Linked DNA regions of Mus musculus: regions 2, 3 and 4 are each linked to region 1. A link is a contact called in public HiChIP or PLAC-seq and promoter capture Hi-C data. All regions are on one chromosome and are shown on one strand. Each heading gives the region's core, a stretch centred on a gene start, on an enhancer-like site or on the middle of the called end of the contact. The rest is flanking DNA. Distances are from core to core; before and after follow the strand shown.

The links. Promoter capture Hi-C pulls out the DNA fragments that hold promoters and counts their contacts. HiChIP or PLAC-seq counts read pairs in DNA pulled down with a chosen protein or histone mark. Capture Hi-C pulls out chosen DNA fragments and counts their contacts.
Region 2: a contact with region 1 is called in a promoter capture Hi-C map of adipose tissue, with 2.3 times the contacts expected there. The contact joins the promoter of Wiz here to the promoter of Adamts10 in region 1. A contact is called at or near these places in 8 of 39 promoter capture datasets (the 3T3-L1 cell line, 3T3-L1-derived adipocytes, cranial neural crest and 4 more), 1 of 115 datasets of contacts at active chromatin or transcription factors (embryonic midbrain) and 1 of 9 other capture datasets (adipose tissue).
Region 3: an HNF4G HiChIP or PLAC-seq map of pancreatic cancer cells shows a contact between it and region 1. The contact joins the promoter of Gpsm3 here to the promoter of Adamts10 in region 1. A contact is called at or near these places in 2 of 39 promoter capture datasets (liver and pre-B cells) and 1 of 115 datasets of contacts at active chromatin or transcription factors (pancreatic cancer cells).
Region 4: a promoter capture Hi-C map of the 3T3-L1 cell line shows a contact between it and region 1, with 3 times the contacts expected there. The contact joins the promoter of Cyp4f17 here to the promoter of Adamts10 in region 1. A contact is called at or near these places in 10 of 39 promoter capture datasets (the 3T3-L1 cell line, the HPC-7 cell line, frontonasal cranial neural crest and 5 more) and 1 of 15 datasets of contacts at CTCF or cohesin (large pre-B cells).

The regions. Positions count from the first base shown.
Region 1 is chr17:33,522,535-33,526,004 of GRCm38.p6, reverse strand. Adamts10 (a disintegrin-like and metallopeptidase (reprolysin type) with thrombospondin type 1 motif, 10) reads right to left here and starts at 1,920. Exons shown (of 25, transcript NM_172619.4): 1 at 1,747-1,920.
Region 2 is chr17:32,386,077-32,389,546 of GRCm38.p6, reverse strand. Wiz (widely-interspaced zinc finger motifs) reads left to right here and starts at 1,730. Exons shown (of 11, transcript NM_001372227.1): 1 at 1,730-1,974. The coding sequence starts at 1,788.
Region 3 is chr17:34,588,307-34,591,776 of GRCm38.p6, reverse strand. Gpsm3 (G-protein signalling modulator 3 (AGS3-like, C. elegans)) reads right to left here and starts at 1,971. Exons shown (of 4, transcript NM_134116.5): 1 at 1,517-1,971; 2 at 1,214-1,316; 3 at 836-1,035; 4 at 23-607. The coding sequence starts at 1,555. The coding sequence ends at 470. It overlaps Notch4 (notch 4), which reads right to left. Exons shown (of 30, transcript NM_010929.2): 30 at 3,234-3,470.
Region 4 is chr17:32,504,698-32,508,167 of GRCm38.p6, reverse strand. Cyp4f17 (cytochrome P450, family 4, subfamily f, polypeptide 17) reads right to left here and starts at 1,684. Exons shown (of 13, transcript NM_001101445.2): 1 at 1,590-1,684; 2 at 1,076-1,274. The coding sequence starts at 1,273.

The sequences.
Region 1 (3,470 bases), core at 671-3,170:
CAGGAGACCCAGCCTCCCAACCTCTGACCTTTCATTCTAATCCTACCAGGCAGGAGTAGAACCTGATTCTGGTGCTTAGCTCCTCCCACCCCACCCCCCACCCCCAAGTCAAGCCATCACAATCTTCTATTCTTGAGTTCCCCCTCCCAATAACTAACTGCACAGGCTACCTAGTGGTTCTGGCTCAGATGGGGTAAAACTGGAGGCAGGGTAAAAGGATTCTACTGGGTGAGTGACTGATGGGGTGGCCACACCTGCCCACAGGGTAACAGCTACTGGTAGGAATGATACCAAGATGGGGCTACAGGAGAGACCACAAACAAGTCAGTAGGTCTGGGGCAGACAAAGCCAATCTGAGGATGAGTTACAATTGAGAGGAGTCGCATGTTTGGCTGGGCACAAGATGACACTATGGGTGTGTATATGTATCTGTCTGTCTCTGTCTCTCCTGTGTGTGTGTGTGTGTGTGTGTGTGTGTGTGTGTGTGTGTGTGTGTGTGTGTGTACCTAGGCTTGGCCCCTGTCCCCCAGGCCCCTCCTCTGGCAGGCTGCAGGGAGGCCACTAGCCTGGGGGAAGGGCACAAGTGCTGGAAGAGGGAAAAGCCTCCCGGGAATGTGTGTGGCTCCATCACATCCTGGGGATCCTATAGGGACCAGCACTCCACACCTAGACTTTTGTAGGCTGTGCGGGAAACCCAGCTAAAGAGGTGGAGGCTTCTCAGTGGAGGACAGAGCTTCTTTGGCCAGGCATAGGCAGCCATCAGCCTGAGGCAGCAGGCTTCCTCCAGGCGCTGCACATCTGGCCTGGCTGCTGTGAGCACACAGACAAAAGGACCAGCCAGAGGGGAGGCCTAAGGGGAGGGGCTGCACAGGTCACCACTCCCATTACCACCAACCAGCTGTTAATTAAAGTGTGTCTCCCCCTGGTAGGGAGGCTCCTTGCTTCAGAGTTCTGTGGCATAGATGACCATCTGAGGGGAAGTAGCAGCCCCAGCTCCACTCTCACAGGCAGACACACAAACAAACACAATCACACTCTATAGGGCAACCCACACTTGAATAGCAGGAAGGCCTGGTTCACTAAACCCAAACACACACAACTACATACCTCCACACCTATGTATACAGAAACACATATTTCCACATGGACACCCAGACAGCCCATAAACCCAGACAAACAGGCCTATGTGCACAGTTACACAGTCCAAGACAAGCCACAAGCCTAGCAGCCTATACACGCTCATTTAACACAGAAAGTTAACACACACACATGCACAAGTTTACACATTCATAGCAGGGGGAACTAAGAAATTCTACAAACTCAGACACATATGCATGCAGGCATTTCCACTAATAACACTCCTGAGAAACGCAAATATTCAGAGACAGACACACTTGGCATTTACATGCACGAGAGGCATTTTTCTTACCCTCACTTAGGCAAACACTCAACACACCTCAACAGTCTGCCCACACAGTCGCTCCCAGATGCTGAAAGCCATAAGGTCATACAATCCGCAGAAGCACAACCATTTGGATACGTGGCTGACCTCGACCCCCGCCCCAAACCTGAGCCAACCCAAACAGGCAGTCTGTATCTGCAACACTTAGGGACATTCGGCACCAACACAGCACTCGCACAACGGGATCCGTCCAGCACATCTTGTCCCCGAGACACACAAAGTCACTTATAATCACTGCATTCCGGTGACTGCGCCGCCCAACTGGGTCCCCAGATCGCCAGTACCTGCGTGCCTGGAGCCTTCGGTCCGCTGTAGACGCACAGACTCACCGCCCGGCGCACAGGAAGGGAGGGAGCAAGCGCCCGGTGGCGTGGCCGGGGGAGGGGGCGCGGGAAGGCACTCACTTCCTGAGCAGCCTGCCAGGGTTATTAAAAAAAAAGAAAAACCAAAAAAAAAAACCCAAACCCCGCCCGCCGCTGCTGCTGCTTCCGCCGCCGCCGCCGCCCAGGGCCTCAGGCTGGACCCAAGCCAAGGACCCCGGAGCCCGGATTACCCCGCCTCGCGAAGGGCGCCCGTGTGGGTGGAGATGCTGAGGAGGAATTTGGGATGGGAGTTGGAGAAGGTTGGGGGGGGGGGTACGGGAGAGGGGAGGCTGGGGGCGGAGATAGAAGAAGGCAGGGGGTGTGAAGGGACAGAGGTGGAGAGTGGGGGAGGAGTGGACGCACACAGTAGGGGGATGGGGGGGAGGACGGAAAGGAGGGGTTAGGCGGGAAATTGTGAGGGAGGAAAGTTTGAATAGAAAGAGGTGGAGGAGATGGGGGTCCTGGAGAAAGGGGCAAAATTGAGTTGGGGGCTAGCGAGGGGGTTGAGACAAGGGGAGAGCCCAGTGCCTTGCCTCCGTTAGCCGAGTCAACAACAGCTGTTATTTATTGAGGGCTGGTCCTTGCTCAAGCAAACATTTATTGGGCGCCTCTCCGTGTGCCAGGCATGGTGCCCGAGGCTGAGTGAATAAATCTGAGTTGGGTCCCAGCCTTCACAAAGCTCCGGTCCGGGGGCTTTGATCTGCTTTGGCTCTGCTTTTGAGTTCACTTGCTTTAACTCTCTAGCAGTGAAGAGGACCTAGTCAGTTCCATTTTACAGATGTGAAAACTAAGTCCAGCCAGGGGGGCGTCATGATCATCTTTGGGACACAGTGTTTAAATCTACGAGGAGTTTGTACATGCAGGAGATGACCAGTGCAGTGGAGCAAAGCTGGGATTCCAACCAGCTTCAATCCAGGCCTGATTGTGGGAGTGTTCTACACCATTACCCCTGGTCTCAGAATTCCAAGATTGGCCCCCACAGTGGGCTTTGGCCTTGGCCTTGACCGACTCTGATTCTAGGTTTTCTTATCCTTAGAAATGGGGTAATGACAGCCTTTGTAGGGAGCAGGGGAGGAAGAGGGGTGGTTGTGGGAGGGAGCAGGAGAGTTTCAACCACAAACATTCCCTCTGTTCTGAGTTCAGCTAGGGATACAGGTAGTTCTCTGTCTCTACGTTGAACTTAGTCTTGAACTTGGAAATGGCATGTTAAGGGCTCATGCACTGTACGAAAAATTCCTATGGTGCCCGAACCCTCCTGCCCGGACCCAACTTCTCTGGACACCCTGCCAGACCAGAGGGGCTGTTAACTTTTACATACTGCAATCCCTAGAACCCATACCCACCCCTGGCCTCCACTAACCGAACTGCCCCTTGGGCCCCTTGGCCTGAGGCACCTGCCTTTGCTTTCTCAGGTTGTACTTCTGCTGTGGCTCCAGCCACCTGTCCCCAGTCTAGGGATGGCTTCCACACTCACCGTGAGAAGATTTTCAGGACCATTTGGAGCTGGGTGGCTTCAAACTAGATTCCAGGTCCTGCTACTTACCAGCTTTGAAACCTCATTCCTCAATTAATAAGTAAATCTTAGTGTCCCCCCCATCCCACCCCCTTCTACCTTAGTCCCAGAGGGTTTGGAGGGAGTGGGGAGA
Region 2 (3,470 bases), core at 481-2,980, 1.1 Mb after region 1:
CGCCCGTTGGATTCCCCACCCCACCCCCAAAGTGGCACAAGGGGGGGCAGACCTCCTCATCATGGCGGCGCGGCGGGGCTGTCGCGCTGAGGTCACGTCGGCACGCCGGGGGGGAGGGGCGGGGCGGTGGGGGGGGGAGCGATTTAAAGGGACAATGTCCCCCGAGCTGTGGAGGCAGCGGTGGCTGCGGAGGCCGTGGCACCGGCACCAAGAGGGGCAGCAGCTGTAGTGGCAGCGACGGCCCTATGAAGTAGGGGAGTTCCCGGCCAGCGACTACGCCTCCCCCGGTGAGGCTCGACCCAGCCCGGGAAGCTCGCGGACGGGGCGGAGCTGGAGCAGGGAGGGGAGGCCTGGGCCCGGTCGGGCCGGGCGGGACCCCCTGGGGCGGGGGAGGGGCGGGGCCTGCAGGGGCGGGGCCTGCAGGGGGCGGGGCTGTACAGGTGGGGGGAGGATCGGGGGTCTCGAGGCAGGTGTCTCCCCCCCCACCTCAGCTCGTCCCGCGGGGTCTCCCGCCCCGAGGTGCACGGGCGAAGGGCGCATCCTGGGGACCCTGGCTTCCCCGCAGGGTGCGTCCGCGCAGCGCCGCCCCTACCTCTGCGACCCCTGCGGGAGGTGGGGTAGGGAACGACCATCTGGACTGGAGCCCCCTCCCCAAGCTGCCAAAGTGCTCCGAAGTTGCGGTCCTGCCCGATCCCCGCCAGCAGTGCCTACCCGAGTGGGCACCCGCAGGTGCTTTCTCCAGGCCTGGGCAGGGACCCCTCCAGCCAAGACTGTCAACCCACCCTGTGTAGGGCCCCCCGGGAGCGCCCAGGCCCTCGAGGGCAACGCCTGCTACCAGGCCTGGAGCCCCGGCCCCGCCCCGGTTGCCTGGGCCGGGCCTCACCACCATCTCCCTGGGGAGAGCGCCTCATTCCTGCCCTTCACTTTCTGCTCTACCTTGAAGGTATTTATAGGTGGAGAGGACAATCGCCCTCCTCCCCCCCAGGGTCCTTATTTCTGAAACAGGAGCCCCATCGGTCCTTTTCATCCTCGGGCCAGAACAACCAATATCGGTGGAGGATGCAAGCAATACTATTGGAAGGTGGCAGGGTGGAGGAGCCCAGGCTTGGTATGCATGAGAGATCATGCTAAGAGAAGGGAAAGGGTTAATGGTGGGGTCACTTGAGCGTGTGGAGAGGCTAAGGGGTTAATAACCCTACATTCCTGGGTAGGGAGAAGGATGTGAATGTTGGAAAAGTGTAGGGGTAATTGATACGGGGCAACAGAAGTGAGTAAAGTATAAGGGCAAAGATGGGGGCCCTCGAGACCCTGCACTGGGGAGAGAGCGGGGACCCTGGAAACTGGAGGCATGGCTGTAGGTTATGCAGTCACAGGAAAGCAGCTGGACACGGTGAAGCTGTGAGTGAGCCATGGGAGGAATAGGTGGAGGTGGAAGGAGTGATGAGGGAGGGCTGAGGTGACTGAATGTGCGTGTGTAACTGTGGTGAATGGAGGCTGTGAAGAAGCTGGGGAAAGAGAACGCTTTAGTGTACTGAGACTCGCTCCCAGTAGAGGTGATTGGATTATAATAGGAGTGAATGGAACCTCAACACCACTTAACCCCTCACTTCAACTAAGAGACAAACTGAGGCCATAGGCTTTGAAGGAGAGGACTAGGGTTCTGAGAGAGGGGAGAACAAACAGAATTCTCTTCTTACTCTCTTAAGGTCTTCCTTGTCTTTGTCTCCAGGCCCACAATGTCCTGCTGAACCTGCCAGGTACTGAGTGAAGATTCACGGCTGGCACCCATGGAGGGGTTACTGGCAGGTGGCCTGGCTGCCCCGGATCATCCTCGAGGCCCCGCTCCAAGAGAGGACATCGAGAGTGGGGCTGAGGCTGCTGAGGGGGAAGGTGATATCTTTCCATCTTCTCATTACCTGCCAATCACCAAAGAAGGCCCTCGAGACATTCTGGATGGCAGAAGTGGCATTTCTGGTAAGAGGGCTCTGTGGCCCTAAAGAAGCTTCCCACTTGGTCCCCCAGGCCCAGAGAGAGTCAGGTCACCCCACCCAGCAGGGGCTGAGTTGCAATTGGAATTCTGTTCGATGCACATAGCCTCCTTTAGTGCTCCACGTACCGCTTTTCAGTTTGCCCTTATGAAAACAGATGTCTTGGGAGCCCATGACTGGATGTAAGAAACTGGGATTCATACTTGTAGTGTCCTGGCTTTCCTCTCTAAGCTGGACACCAGCTGTATCCAAATCCCATGTCAGTACCCTGAGCTCTTTGCCCAAAGCCCACTTGTTCCTTCTTGCAGTCTTGATGGAGTGGAGCTCCTGAGCGAGTGCCCTCTAGTGGTAAGGTAAAGTCTGGGGAGATTCGAGTTGCCTCTTTCCATCTTGATTTACCCCATACAAGGCTAGCTCACACTGTCCCCACCTCACAATTTGTTGTTCGTTTATTAAACACTGAGCACCTGCTGTGCCACTTTCTGTTCTGGGTGCTGGGGAAATAATCATAAAGAGACAAAAGTCCCTGTCCTCCAGGGGTTGGCATTCCAGAAGGGAAGGTGGACAAGGAACGACTGAGCAGATGTCATAAGGGCAGGTTATGCAGGCTATGCAGATATTAAACTGAGTGCCAGGACCATGGCTGGGCGCTCCAGGAAAAGCCACCTGACACAGTGGTGTTTGAGGCACAGCACAGAATGAGTGGTGGGACGTGCCCAGCAGGTGGCGGGACAGCATGGGCAAAGGCCCTGCAGAGGGGAGGAGCCTGGTATGTTTAAGGACTTAACAGGAATCTGGTGTGGCTGGTCCCCCAAAACTTGGCCTTCTAATAAATTCCGAGCACCTCTTCTGTGGTTCCTACATGCCAAGTTCTTTGTCTTCTCAATTCACATCATACTTAGAACCTTTGTCGGAAGAGCCTCCGTTATTTAGTATCTCATGTTAGGAATGGGAAATTCAAAACCCTGAGGGGTGAAGTCAGTAGTGTGGCCTTACACCCCTCTTCCTTCTTTGTTTTATTCTGTTCTTTATAGAACTGGGGATTGCACGTAGGCCCTTGCACATACTCTGCAAAAGCTGTTCCATTGAGTTCTGCCCCAGCCCTCCTCTTTAGTTTTTTGGGTTTTTTGTTTTTTGGTTTGTTTGGTTTTTTTGTTTGTTTGTTTGGTTGGTTGGTTGGTTTTTTTTTTTTTTTTTTTTTTTTTTTTTTTTTTTTTTTTTTGAGACAGGGTTTCTGTGTAGTCCTGGCTGTCCTGGAACTCACTTTGTAGACCAGGCTGGCCTCGAACTCAGAAATCCGCCTGCCTCTGCCTCACGAGTGCTGGGACTAAAGGCGTGAACTACCATGCCCGGCCCTCTTTAGTTTTAAATTAACTTCCCTTTCATTCACTTGTTCTTTCTCCTGGCATTTTGTTTTGTGCATTTTACATGTTAGGCAAGCACTCTCCCACTAAGCTACATTTCCATGCCTCATCTTATTTT
Region 3 (3,470 bases), core at 722-3,221, 1.1 Mb before region 1:
ACCCCCAGATACCAGTCTTCAGTCCAGAGGGGAATTATGTTTATTCATACAACCAAAACATCAGACAGACTCAGCAGCAGGGTGGGGGCGGGGTAAGAGTCGCTTCACCGCCTCTGGGCCCCTCTGCCTTGGGGCCTGAGACTGCTAGTGCTGGACAATTGTCTTACTCTTCCCTTTTTTTCTCACTAGGCAGGGGCAGGCCGCAGCCCTCACACCCTGTTTAGTAGCTTGACAGCTCAGGATAGAGACTCTTTAACTGTCCTCGGGAGTTGTGTCCACCCTACCTTGCTTATCTTCATGGTTAGAGTACTTGTCCCAAGTCCAGTCCCCAGGGAAAGTGGGTGGTAAATACAGCAATTTTAGCCGGGTCTTCCATCTCTGGTTACCCCTGCCAAACAGGGTTGAAGACCTTCGGGGAGTGTCCCAGCTTTGAGTCCCAGAGAGAAGGGACTGGTGAGGAGCTCCGGTCTCAGCAGGTGTGTGTAGGAGGCCGGGATCTCTGCTCCTCCATTCGACCTCCACCCTGAACTCTCAGCAGCAACTCCAGAAGCTCCTGCCCCCCGGGGGGAAGGGGCGGGTCAGACCGTTGGGCTTCAATCCGCTGGCACTAGAAACGTGGAGGGAGAAAAGGGCATTGGTAGCCCATAATGGTTTTGGGTAAGAGAGGCCAGGGTTGGTGTGGGGCAGATAGGAAATCTGTGATGGGGATGGGGAGACTAGAGGCTTACCAAAGGACATATGCTTAGGGACAAAGAAGTTAGGGCTCAGGCAGAAGGCCAGCTAGGAGACCTGGGTCTTGTCTCCATGGATGCATGTGGGGTGGGATGTGCCTTACCTGGTGACTAAGGATGGTGCTGTAGAGCTGTTCTTTGTCTTCAAGAAGCCGGGGTGGGGCTGGGGCTAGGTTTGGTGGGGCCTCGGGGGTGTGGAAGGTGGCCCTCTGTTCCTCTAGGCGGCGGGACTGGGCTTCGGCCACTAGGTCCAGAAGGAGCTCAGTCTGCAGGGAGAGCAGGGAGCCAGAACGGGGCCCTAGGGCTATGGGAGAGGAAGGAGGAGGATTCAGACCCAGAGGCTATGGCAGAATGGGAGTAGCAAGCGGTGGGGACAGGTGAGCTGGTGGACGAGCTAGGGACCAACAGGTGTGATGGTTAGTGGACCTACACTGGGGTAGCCTGGGTGATAGGGTCAAGATCTTCCAGGGTTGGTGGGGTACCTGTGTGTCGGGTTCCAGGAGGAGGAGGGGAGGGAGGAGCAGATCTCCAAGGCCGAGCGGTGGCATTCACAGGGGGCCATCCCTGATCATCCTGCGGGAGACTCTGATACCAAGACATGTTGTTCATTCCAGTCAGAGGTGTGTGTGGGTGGAGGGCTAGGCCAGTGACCCATTTCCCCTGTGTTTTTGTTCCTGTCTTGGTGTGCCCAAGCTTTCCCAAGTCTCCTGTGTCCACCCGTCACTAGGTCCCACATGTCCCTTCTCCCTGGGTTGGTTCCCCAACCCGGCACCCCAGCAGCTCACCTGTTCACCATCTTCTTCCTGGGGTCTTTCAGCCTCCATCCCTGGACTTGGGGAGAGACACTGATGGGGAAGAGTAGCTGGAATTTGGGAGGAGGACCCGGAACCTTGGGTTCCTGAGGGGAATGGGGGCTGGACGGGGTGGGGGTGAGCTGGGGGCTGGATGCCAGGGTACTGAGCAGGAAGCCGGGTTCCTGGTCAGCCCCCCCATGGGCCCCGCCCAACTCTGTCAACTTCCTCCATCCTCTTTTTCCCACCCAAACAGCTTGTTTGACCTCTCTTGCCCCAGGGGAGGACAGAGACTGGGAGAGACTCCAGCTGCAGGAGTGGAGCAAGCTCCTGACAGGGCGGATTCCTGCCGGCTCATCTCCAGAGCCTCAGTAACCCCCTAGCCGGCCACACTGCTCCACCATCCCCACCTCCCCTCCAGCTCTTCTCTGTCAACACCGGAACTAGCTACAACACAGGAAGTGGTTTCACTCTTCGGGATCCCCCTCCCCCAAACCAGGTTCATTCTCTCCTTAAGACTGATCCTGATTAGGATTTGACCCTTCTCATCTCTCTTGACTTACTGGATCAGGGAAAGACATGGTTCTGGTGGGGGCGGGGGGGGGGGAGCAGAAGACTTGTTGACCCCGGATGCATTCCTCGCAATACATCTTATGCCCTAACACTGGCCCAACACAGTAAAAGTAGCCAGAGACTGGGGCTGGAGTTATCACTGCCCCAAGCATTGCCGACGGTGGAGAGTATGAGGGAATGTCTACTGGCGGCCAAGCTAGCATAGACAAGGTTGAGGGGAAAACTTGCCTAGGGATTTGAGAGTGGAATACTGACTTTAGCTCAGCCTTCAATCAGTTCTAGTAGCTCCAGGAAGGGAGCAGAACGGATAGACATCTGGGGTCTTCAAAAGGCTGTCTGCCCTGTGAAGTTGGAGCCGAGTGACTCGGAGCATGAAATCGTATGAAGAGAGCCTCAAAGTGTGAAAGGGTAAGGTGGGCTGTAATAGGTTTCTCTGCTGATATAATGAGCCAATTCAGGCCAAATTAAAAGTATAAAAAACAAGCATATAAAAGTGTAAGAGGCAGAGAGGGAGGGGGCGGGAGGGAGGGAGGTAGAAAGAGAGAGAGAGAGAGCACAGAGAGAGGGAATAGGTAACCAAGATGTCTGGATTATATAGGGTAGAGAGCCTCTGGGGGAAGGGCAGTTCAGGCTGTCTGGAAAGTTCAGGGCAGGGGTAGGGGGCAGGGTATGATAGCCATATCCTGTAGCAGGTAGGGACTGGGGGTTGCTGGGAGAACCTGGAGGCCAAGTGAGCTAGCTCTGGTACGTTAAATAGGCACCTCAACTGCGTGTCATTTACCTCACAGCATTACTAAGGCTTACTGGTAAGGAGGCACTTTGGCACATGGTGAATGCCCTTCAAATGGTGGATAATCTTCCAGAATGCCTCCTGGTTTATCAGCATTGGGGTAAAGCCTAATGAAGTATGAGCAGTTCGAGACCCTCCTGTCTTTGAGCCCTTAGGGATCTTTGTTATAGCTAAATGGTCTTAGATGAGGGACACAGTTATCACCTTGTATATTTGAAAACTATTGGAGATTCTCACTTTCAGTGATATCCCAGATGAACTGGAATTCCCAGATTGTCGGTTTGCCTTTAATTTATATTTAACCCCTCACTATATGAATGATTCTGGAGTATTGAATTTCCCAAACACTATGCACTTTTTCCATCTCACCCTTTAGTCCCTCAGAAGATAAAGTAGCACTTCAAATTAGCTTTATTATCCATGAGTTTGGGGTTCTCGGAGATAGCAGTGACTGGAGAACATGGCCTCATCCCTGCACCAGTGTCCTTGTGGGGAGGCAGAGAGAGGGCAAGGAGTCATCAGCTGGATGGGCCACTGGTTACTTACTGTTCATCTACACAACACCCGGCACATCGTAGGTGCTTA
Region 4 (3,470 bases), core at 435-2,934, 1.0 Mb after region 1:
ATAGGAAAAGTGGCTGGCCTAGTAGTGGAACCCTTCATTTTCTAGGGAGCACAAGACAGTCAGTGTGTCACCTCAATACCACAGAGGAAAACAGAGTGCTCAACTCTGACCTAATTCAGACAATGGAGTCCTCTGACACATTTTTGAGGAGGAAGAGTTAGATAAGACAGGGGAGGAATTGGTGGGGCTGGAGATATGGTTCAGAGGTTAAGGGCACTTGTTAATCTTGGAAAGGACATGGTTTTGATTTCTAAAACCTACAAGGTAGCTCACAGCCACCTATAACTCCAGTTCTGGGAGATCCAATGCCTTCTTCTGAACTCTTTGAGCAATAGGCACACACATGGTACACAAGCACCAATGTTGGCAAGATACATACATATAAAATATATATATAATATATAATATATATATATTATATATTTTATATATTATATAATATATAATAAATATATAAAAATATATTATATGTTTTATATATTATATACAATATATAATAAATCTCATTTAAAAAAAGAAAGAAGAAGAAGGAAGGAAGAAAGGAAAGAAAGAAAGAGAGAGAGAGAGAGAGAGAGAGAGAAAGAATTTTAAAAATTGGAGAGGAGGGATGTCAACTTCTGCCATTCAGCATCGCTGTCCCTCAAGAGACTCTGGCCAGCAGAGATGGGCTAAGAAAGGAGCATACCCAATTTATTCCACTAGAAAGGCTCAACTCCAACAACGTTAAGTGAAATAGCACATTGAGGGGGAGAGCTCTGCTCCCTCAACCTATCCTGGGGTGGGGTGGGGTGGGGGGCACTAACAACACAGAACAGGACTGAACAAGCAACAGAAAGAGATCTTAAAACATGAGTTCTTATCAGAATGTGATCCGAAGTTAGCTGGGAACGAGAAAGGGCAAAAAAGAAAAAAGCCTCAAAACGTGGTGTAGACAGAGGCCAGGAGTAGATATGCCGGGTATGTGACTAGATAGAGACTCACTCAGCCTCCCTCCCTCACCTCTCCACCCTCTCACGACTCCCAGGTTCCTAAGAGCCTTTCCTGACACACCAGACCTACCTGCTGCCACACTCACCATGCTCATGTGACCCCAAAACCAGTGCCGCGAAGGGGGCTCGGGGAAGCAGCGGAGACGGCAGTAGTTGTCATAGAAGGCACAAATCCAGGTCAGAATTCGAGCCAGGAACAAGGAGGCCCCAACCAACTGCAGAAGTTGCCATGGGAAGGCAGCTCCAGGCCCCAGTCCCAGCCAGGACAGGCCCAGCTGTAGCATCCTGCAAGAAAGATAGGCCAGAAGTGAGATCCTGAGGCCCAGGAGACAGAGGTGGCCCTCCATGGTCACTGGACAGAGATGGTGACTTAGAGGACTAGAACACAGGAAGGAAAAGGGACACCCAGGGCTACGGAGAGACAGAGAATCAGGCAGGAGAGAGGCAGATAGGATCTGTTTATAGTCTGCGTTGGCCTAGACTGAAGCACAGGTATGTAGCGTAGTAACTGGGAAATCAGGCCTGCCTGCAGAGCCACCCCAGCTGTAACAGAGCTTCCACTGTTCAGTAGGGGCCTTCCGTGTGTCCCAAGTCCGGCACCTTTTCTCAGGAGTAATGCGTCCCAGAAACGTCCGCTCTTCCCTGGAAATGTTTTTGATCCTGGCTACCGGCTGAGCAGGACGATGAGCTGGACTGAGCCAATCCCTCGGTGGCCCAGAGCCCTCCTCCCAGCCTGGGTAGAATATCAAAATGCGGGGGGCGGGGGCGGGGGCGGGGCGGGGGCGGGGCCAACCCGAAGCAATTGGAGCCAATCCAGGGTCACATGTCCAGGCAAGCAGGGTCCTCAGGATTCAACACCTTCCATCTGAACCAAGACAAAGGTGTCTAGAGACCCAAAGTTTACAATCTGTCCCGTTCTCACTAGGCTCCGCAGGTCCTCTGAGGACCTGCAGGCTAGAGGGCAGCAGGCAGTGTTTTCCAGTTCGGACTGAAAGGATCCGAGCCTCTGCCTACCAGCTGCACAACCTGGCAGAATTCTCCCTCCAAGTAATCCAGGTTCCGAGTGGAGACAAGACTTCCAGAAACAAAGAATCCGGCCGTGCTGGAACGGACTAAAAGAGATTCTGAAGATTAAAACTCCCAGCTGAGGGACCAGAGTTCAGTTAGGAAGTAGGTGGGAGGGGTCAAGCTGAGCCGCCAGTCGTGGGGAAATCCAGGCAGGCGAGAAGAGAGAGGGGGTTGTGGGCTCCGGGTCAGCAGCACCACGTTGAGAGCTCCAAGAGAAAAACACCATTCACAATACAAAGGCAGGCCCATCTGAATAACACTATTATTCATTCAACTGAAAGGGTAAAAGCCCAAGGATGCGCAAGTGACGGACTTCAAGCCGTAAAAGATATCTATAACTGCCAACCCAGACTGCTGCATCCAGAAAAGCTGTCTGTCATAAAGAAGGACATTTTTTTTAACTATCAGCGGTAAAAATAGAACAAAGGCATTTATGAGCACTGAGCCAGCTCTACAGAAGATGCTTGATAGAATCCTTCAGGCTGAAGAGGGGGAAATCAGGCCACAAAGTCCAGGAAATAAATAAATAAATAAATAAAACACACTAGAATATTATTAAAGCAAGAGAGGAAGAAGGAGGAAAACAAAATCAACAAAATTGCAGGAATCAACAAACACCTTTCAATAACTCGGGTGTTCTCAGTCTCAACTGCACCCCAGATAAAGGCACAAGCATGGATCTGCTGCTTCTAAGAAATATCTCACTACAAGAGGCAGATAAGATTCTAGCTCAGGGTGAAAGGACGCTAAGCTATCTCAGGGGACAGGAAGATGGCTCAGTGTGAATGCACCTGCAGCCAAGACTAACAGCTTCACTCTGCTCCATAGAACTGACCAGCATGATGAAAGGAGAGAATTGACTCCTGCAAACTGTCCTCTGGCCTCCACACCCATGGCATGACAGGCACGTGTGCCCACACACACACACACACACACACACACACACACACACACAAATAAATAAAATGTTAGTTCACAGACTTTTAAGGGTATGCCAAGGAAATGGACCTAGAACACAAGCAAGCAAGTGTGTTGCTGTTCTATCATCTGACAAAAGAATCTTCAAATGAAAACTAGTGAGAAAGAATAGAGAAGTCACTCATAACCCGGTGAGATGCTTCCGTGGGTAAAAAGCTCTTACCACCATAGTCAACACAAGCCAGACAACCTCAGTTCAATCTAGATTAAGAGGCAGTGTCCTCATGGGGTGCCTGTTGATATCTGTGGGAAGAAGGGGCAGGCCATAAGGTATTACAGTCTGAACAGCAGCTGGATTCTAACATTACATTCTTTGTGTGTGTGTGTGTGTGTGTGTGTGTGTGTGTTGAGACTATGGTTTTAGGTTTTGGGGGGGTTGTTGTTGTTGTTTGGTTTTGGTTTTGGTTTTGGTTTGTCCAAAACCAAACAACTGTC